Regions from separate parts of the Mus musculus genome. Here region 2 is linked to region 1. The links are chromatin contacts, called in public Hi-C maps. All regions are on one chromosome and are shown on one strand. Each heading gives the region's core, a stretch centred on a gene start, on an enhancer-like site or on the middle of the called end of the contact. The rest is flanking DNA. Distances are from core to core; before and after follow the strand shown. Region 1 overlaps Clic4 (chloride intracellular channel 4 (mitochondrial)). Region 2 holds the start of Nipal3 (NIPA-like domain containing 3).

Region 1 (2,792 bases), core at 99-2,598:
CATGAAGATGCTAGGAATTAAACCTGGTCCTCTGGAAGTCCAACTCTCCAGCCCGGGACAGGCTCTCGTTCTGAACCCGGAGCTCCACGGTTTAGCCAGGCTGACTGGCTAGAGAGCTCCTGCTCTCTGTCTTTGGGGACGATGGGAACAGAAGTGTTCTTCAAAAATATGGGGGTGGGGGGGAGGACCGGGGGACAAGTTCCTGAGGGAATGAGGGGCATCCTACTTATCAGAACTCTTCTTGGCCTCCCTTAATCTGGCCTCTAGAGAGAAACCTAGACACACATCTTCAACTAGCAAGACTGCTCTTATTTTATACCAGAAGTGCTGTAATATCACAGAAAATATACTATTACCTAAAAACTAGGCTAAATGAAACAGACCACATTATTCAGCTCTCTAAAACTCCTATTCTTGCCTTCCCTACCTCAAACTGCAATTGGACCCCATGTGTGTGCTAGCTGGGAGGGGGCTCTAATCCTAAGCTGTGCCACCCCCTCAAAGCCCCCACAGAGATCCAGATGCTACCATTCACAATTAGCAGACTTTGTCAGCCAGAAGGCAGAGCTCTTGGTGGCTTGTGTTTACGCTGAGAAACTCAAGGGTTTCACTGCTTGTACACTAAACCTTGGCCTTCAGGGCTCCTCAGAGGTTTAAGGTAACCAGGTTCCAAGGGAGATTCACCCACATGCAGCCACGGGTAGCAAACACACCAAGAGAAAAACTAGGACTCGGGGTGACACTGTAAATCGACCCGAATGTTTATACAAGTTAAATCTTAAACAGAAAACCTGAGTAACTTCTGTGTCCTTCATGTGCAATCAAAGCAGAGGGCAGGAAAGGATCCATGCTGATGGTAAACTGCACACTCGAGAGCCGACTTCACAGCACAGGCAAGCCTTACCTTTTCAGGTCAACGGTTGTGACACTGAACACGACTCCTTTGAGCCAAAGGATCATGAAGAGCCTCTGTGAAAAGGGGCAGTTTCCAATGCTTTCACCATCACTTCCGGCCTGGAGGCAGAGCAAACATTAAAGACAAGGTCAAAACGATGACACGCAAGCAGCAGAGCTGCCGATGAATTCCAACCAGAATATTAGGAGCGACAAGGAGGGGGCACATGCAGGGTGTAGTGATAATGGGCTTTCCTGTGCCTCTCTACTGCAACTTTCCAATGTGGCAGCCAGCAGCAACAGCTGGCTAATGACTACTTAAAACGGGGATGTACCAGTGTGGTGAAAATTTCATTTTACTTATCTTGAAAAGCCACACTTGGCTAAGAGATGTGTGATGGTCTGATGAAGATGCCCCCCTGTTGTTTCTGTCATTTGAACACTTGAAAACAGCTTGTGGCGCTGTTTGGAAATGATTAGGAGGGGTGGCCTTGGTGGAGGAAGTATGTCACTGGGGGTAGGCTATAAGCCATGGTTTATTTATAGTTTGAGATGTGAGCTCTCTCTCAATGGCTGCTCCAGCAGCCAAGCCTGGTGCCCACTGTCACATTTCCCCACTGTGGTAGTGATAACTCCTATTCCTCTAGAGCCCTTAAAGGGCTTATTTACCGGTCCTTCTAGGAGTTGCCGTGGTCATGGTTTTTATCACAGCAATAGAAAATTAACTAAAGGCTGCTATGTTGAGAAGCGCATCATACCCAAGGACACATACACTGAGTAGCCCTGGCTGTCCTGGAACTTGCTCTGTTGACCAAGCTGGCCTCCAATTAAGTCCTTGGTGTAGGTTCCGTCAGACTGCCTTGTTTGTCCAAGTGTTGAGATTAAAGGTATGCACCACCACTGCCTGGAAACAGCATTTTTTATAAGGCAACATGAAACAAGGAAATGTATAATGTCTGTCTTCAAAGAGTTAAATAATTGCCGATCACCATAATCAAAGGTGGTAGAGTCTGGTGGTGGTGGCACATGCCTTTAATCCCAGCTCTTGGGAGGCAGAGGCAGGCGGATTTCTGAGTTCGAGGCCAGCCTGGTCTACAGTGAGTTCCAGGACAGCGGGGGCTACAAAGAGAAATCTTGTCTGAAAAAAAAAAAAAAAAAAAACCAAAAACAAAACCCTACACCCATGTTATTTCATGGAGCAAGAAAATAACCAGACACTTGTATAAGCATTTTTGAAATCCTGTTTAAATGAAGCAGTTTACTGCCCTGAGCACAATGATGGACGAGCAGCCTTCTGAAGTTCAAGCCAGACAAATCTTTAATTTTATCAAACATGCCCCAAGATTCAAAGGGAGATGGGGAGACAGGTGTGGTGTCACACACCTGCAATCCCGGCACTTGAGAGGCAGAGGCAGGAGGATCAGGAGTTCAAAGTCGTCTTTTACTACAGAGCAGGTTGGAGGCCAGCCTGAGCCATCCCACCCTGTCTTAGGAGAAAGACACTCCAGCTCATCTTCATTCTGATCACTTCAGCCAGTCCTCCACAGAGGTGGCCATTCACAATGGCAGCCAAGAGCGCTGCTTTCTCAGCCTGGTTCATCTGCATCTTTGGGGGTTTGGTCTTACCACAGCAAAAAGGGAAACAGGAAATATGGAAGTCCCCTGCTTGTTTACTTACACACACACACACACACACACACACACACACACACGGCAAACACAGCCATATGAGTGTCTATGAGCAGAAGGCGATTTGCATTACCACTCCCTGTGCAACATTTGGGTGGAAAAAGCATCTAAAACAGTAATATGTTTTAAATAAATTGAGTCTACAAAAACATACTTTGTTTCTTTTCTCTCCCTCCACAGACAAAGCCTGTCACTTCTTAAAACAAACT
Region 2 (2,700 bases), core at 67-2,566, 260 kb after region 1:
CAGGTCCTCTGCTGTTCCTGGAAACCTAGCTCAGAGCCTGGCAAGGTAACTTGCATAGATGCCCACTCGACCAAATGTAATGCCCATGATACACTGTGGTTTAAAAAAAGAATGCCTTACTCAGAACCCATGGCCACAAACAGATATACCCAGCCCCACCCACAGGATGTCAGAAAATGCAAACAGGCCTTGGGAACCAGCTAGGGAGGACAGCAGGTTGTCTCCCCCCACCGCACCCCTCTGTGTGTGTGTGTGTGTGTGTGTGTGTTGAGTCACTGGCTTTTAAACAGTAGCTTCAACTCCCCTCTCTACCCAGGGAACCCCCAGAGCTCTGAATACCCAAAGACAGAGGGAGGAAGATTCTCCTTGAACTGCCGTGTAGCATCACCCCAAAGCCTCCGTGGACTCTGTAAGTTGCATTCCCTTATAAGGCTCACACTTTGGCCTGGTGATGGTTTATTGTTGGTCCAAGGCTGACATATGTCCAAGAGGCACACAGCCAAGCCAGTGTTGACAATCACAGTCACAGTTTATGGTCACTGACCCAAGAGAATTCACAAAGTGCTTGCTTCCACTCGAATCCCCCGGCCTCATCTAAATGAATAACTCCGTTAACCCCACCGAGCAAGTCTTCCAGCGAGCATAACAGCCTCGCGGCCATGAAATTGGCTGTAACTAAAAACAAGGGTGTGTGTGTGTGTCCGCGCGCGCCCCCCCGCGTGCGTGCATGGAGGTCTTGTCACCACCTGACGATTCAGTTTGACCAAAGAACGTCGGTTTCATGCCAAGCTTTTCTTTCCCGGGGCTTTTGAGCACTGAGGGGTGACATTCTCGGAGAGACACACCTCTGTTTCAGTACCAAGCACAGAGCTCCCTCCATCCACCTGCCAGTCGCACCGGCTATTTCCTGCACGCTGGAGCCGGCAGTACTGGCCTTCCACTTCCTCATCTGGTAACGCCCAGCATCTCCTTCATTAAGGCAAACCCGTGCCCACCCTCCTTGAAAATATGGAAGAGACAAAAAAAAAAAAAAAAAAAAAAAATCGGAGGCAACAGAACCCAAACTGACAAGGCTGGCAACAACAAGGGAGACTATATTTATACTAGGGGATCAAAACAGCAAGCCTGATTTCAAGTACCCCTTCCCTCAGTCATGACCGTGACTCACCCGGGACGTTCCTTCTAGATCCACCTATCCCAGGTTCCGGAGAAGCGACTCGGACACTCCGTGCCACCCCTAGGTACAGCCTCTTGGATCCCTTCCCAGCTCCGAGTTTCCAAGGGGCTGCAGTGTTTTGCTTTCAAAGGTGGAGACTTGATTTGTTACACTGCCTGCCAGTCCCAAGCTGGCGAAGCCTCTGCGCAGGCGAGTGGTTGTCGGGAGGGGATGGGCGGGACATCCTGAAATAATTGGCTGCGTCGCCAAGCTCGCTTGAAGCGTAGGGGCGACCTGACACTCACCTGGAGGAGTCCCCTCTAGCGGCCAAAGGAAGAAGTCCGGGCTGCTTTGGTCCCCAAGTTATGGCTGCTCACCTCCACCTGCCGGACAAGTAGGCTGGGCTTAAGCAGCCCGCCTGGTGTCCCCCCGCAGTCTGCGCTAACTGCCACCGACCGTCCCGGGCGGCGCCCCTGCTGCTTCCATCAGGTAGCTCCAGTATCGAAACCCAGCAGAGCCCTGACACGTCTCGGGGACCGTGCGTACCCCTTCTTTCCTGCGCCTGCGTCCCACCTGTTGGCTGTATTGCGTCCTTAATTTCCCGGTACGCCTGCAGCTCAGCAGCCCCGGTAGGCTGTCAATCATCCTAGTAGTCCCGTCCCCCCCCCCGCACCCCTCCCCCGCCCGCTGCTGTTTCCCAGGGGTTCGGCTGTGAGCATGAACCTGCGCGTGGAGCTTCCAGCGCGCTCATTTTTCAGCACGCGCCGTTCAGTCCAGAGCCGCACAGCAACCTCTGGGGGAGATGTTGAGATCACACAGGTTTTACGAGGAAATGACATTGGGGAGACCTCAGCGATGGAAACGCGGTAGAACTGGGAGGGAGAGTTTAAGAGAGGATGGAGCTGCCATATTGTATTATGGGAGATGCCCAAAGACCAACTGGGTCGGTGCGAGATTTTTTTTTTTTTTCTTGAGGCGTGGGTGGCAGGAGATGTGATCTGAGGAACAAGCGGGAGACAGTTTCTAACAGGGGACTATCCCATAATTTTAAAGAAGACGCTGGTGGGTTTAAGCCGGGCTGTGGCTAGGCACTGTGGCTGCGGTGAAACGGGTAAGGGGCTCTTGGAATACTGCACGGTTGCCCTTGGGGAATTATGTCATCGACCTTTCTGCTCTCACACTCAGGGTGTGGATGGATGGGTAGGAACACTTGGGTTTATTCCTTCGATGAGTCACAAAAACAACAAACCAAACAAACCCAACAACCAAACAAAACCGAAACAATCAAACAAACAAACAAACAAGAAAAGGGAACTGAACCCCAGAAACAAAAACCCTAATAGTTAGTTCCCTGCCTAACAGGTTCTCCTTAGCATTGTCAATCCGAACCCCAAAATTCTGGTAGCTTTTTTTGTTGGTTTTTGAAACGTCTCCAACGATTGGTCAACAGCTTTTCACATTAAAGACACAGAGGACACCCCTGGCTAGTTAGCCAGTTGCCTGCCGCCGGACTCTGGAATGTTAGGCCAGTGGTTGCCATAGCG

The links. A called contact is a pair of places that touch in the nucleus more often than the background predicts.
Region 2: a Hi-C map of erythroblasts shows a contact between it and region 1, with 3 times the contacts expected there. The contact joins the promoter of Nipal3 here to the enhancer-like site in region 1. A contact is called at or near these places in 2 of 39 promoter capture datasets (pre-B cells and stem cell-derived epiblast-like cells), 1 of 484 Hi-C or Micro-C datasets (erythroblasts), 3 of 115 datasets of contacts at active chromatin or transcription factors (effector CD8 T cells, memory CD8 T cells and pancreatic cancer cells) and 1 of 9 other capture datasets (liver).

What each region holds. Positions count from the first base shown.
Region 1 is chr4:135,237,958-135,240,749 of GRCm38.p6, forward strand. It overlaps Clic4 (chloride intracellular channel 4 (mitochondrial)), which reads right to left. Exons shown (of 6, transcript NM_013885.2): 2 at 905-1,014. Among named protein-coding and RNA genes, the nearest start is that of Clic4, 33 kb to the right of the region's middle. Within about 2 kb of position 1,349, at least 57 of the 459 cell types and tissues checked have an H3K27ac peak or open chromatin away from gene starts, as enhancers often do. A contact at or near this core is called in erythroblasts, liver and memory CD8 T cells, where this site is marked.
Region 2 is chr4:135,493,262-135,495,961 of GRCm38.p6, forward strand. It overlaps Nipal3 (NIPA-like domain containing 3), which reads right to left and starts at 1,317. Exons shown (of 12, transcript NM_028995.4): 1 at 1,169-1,317. It also overlaps a transcript of Stpg1 not described here.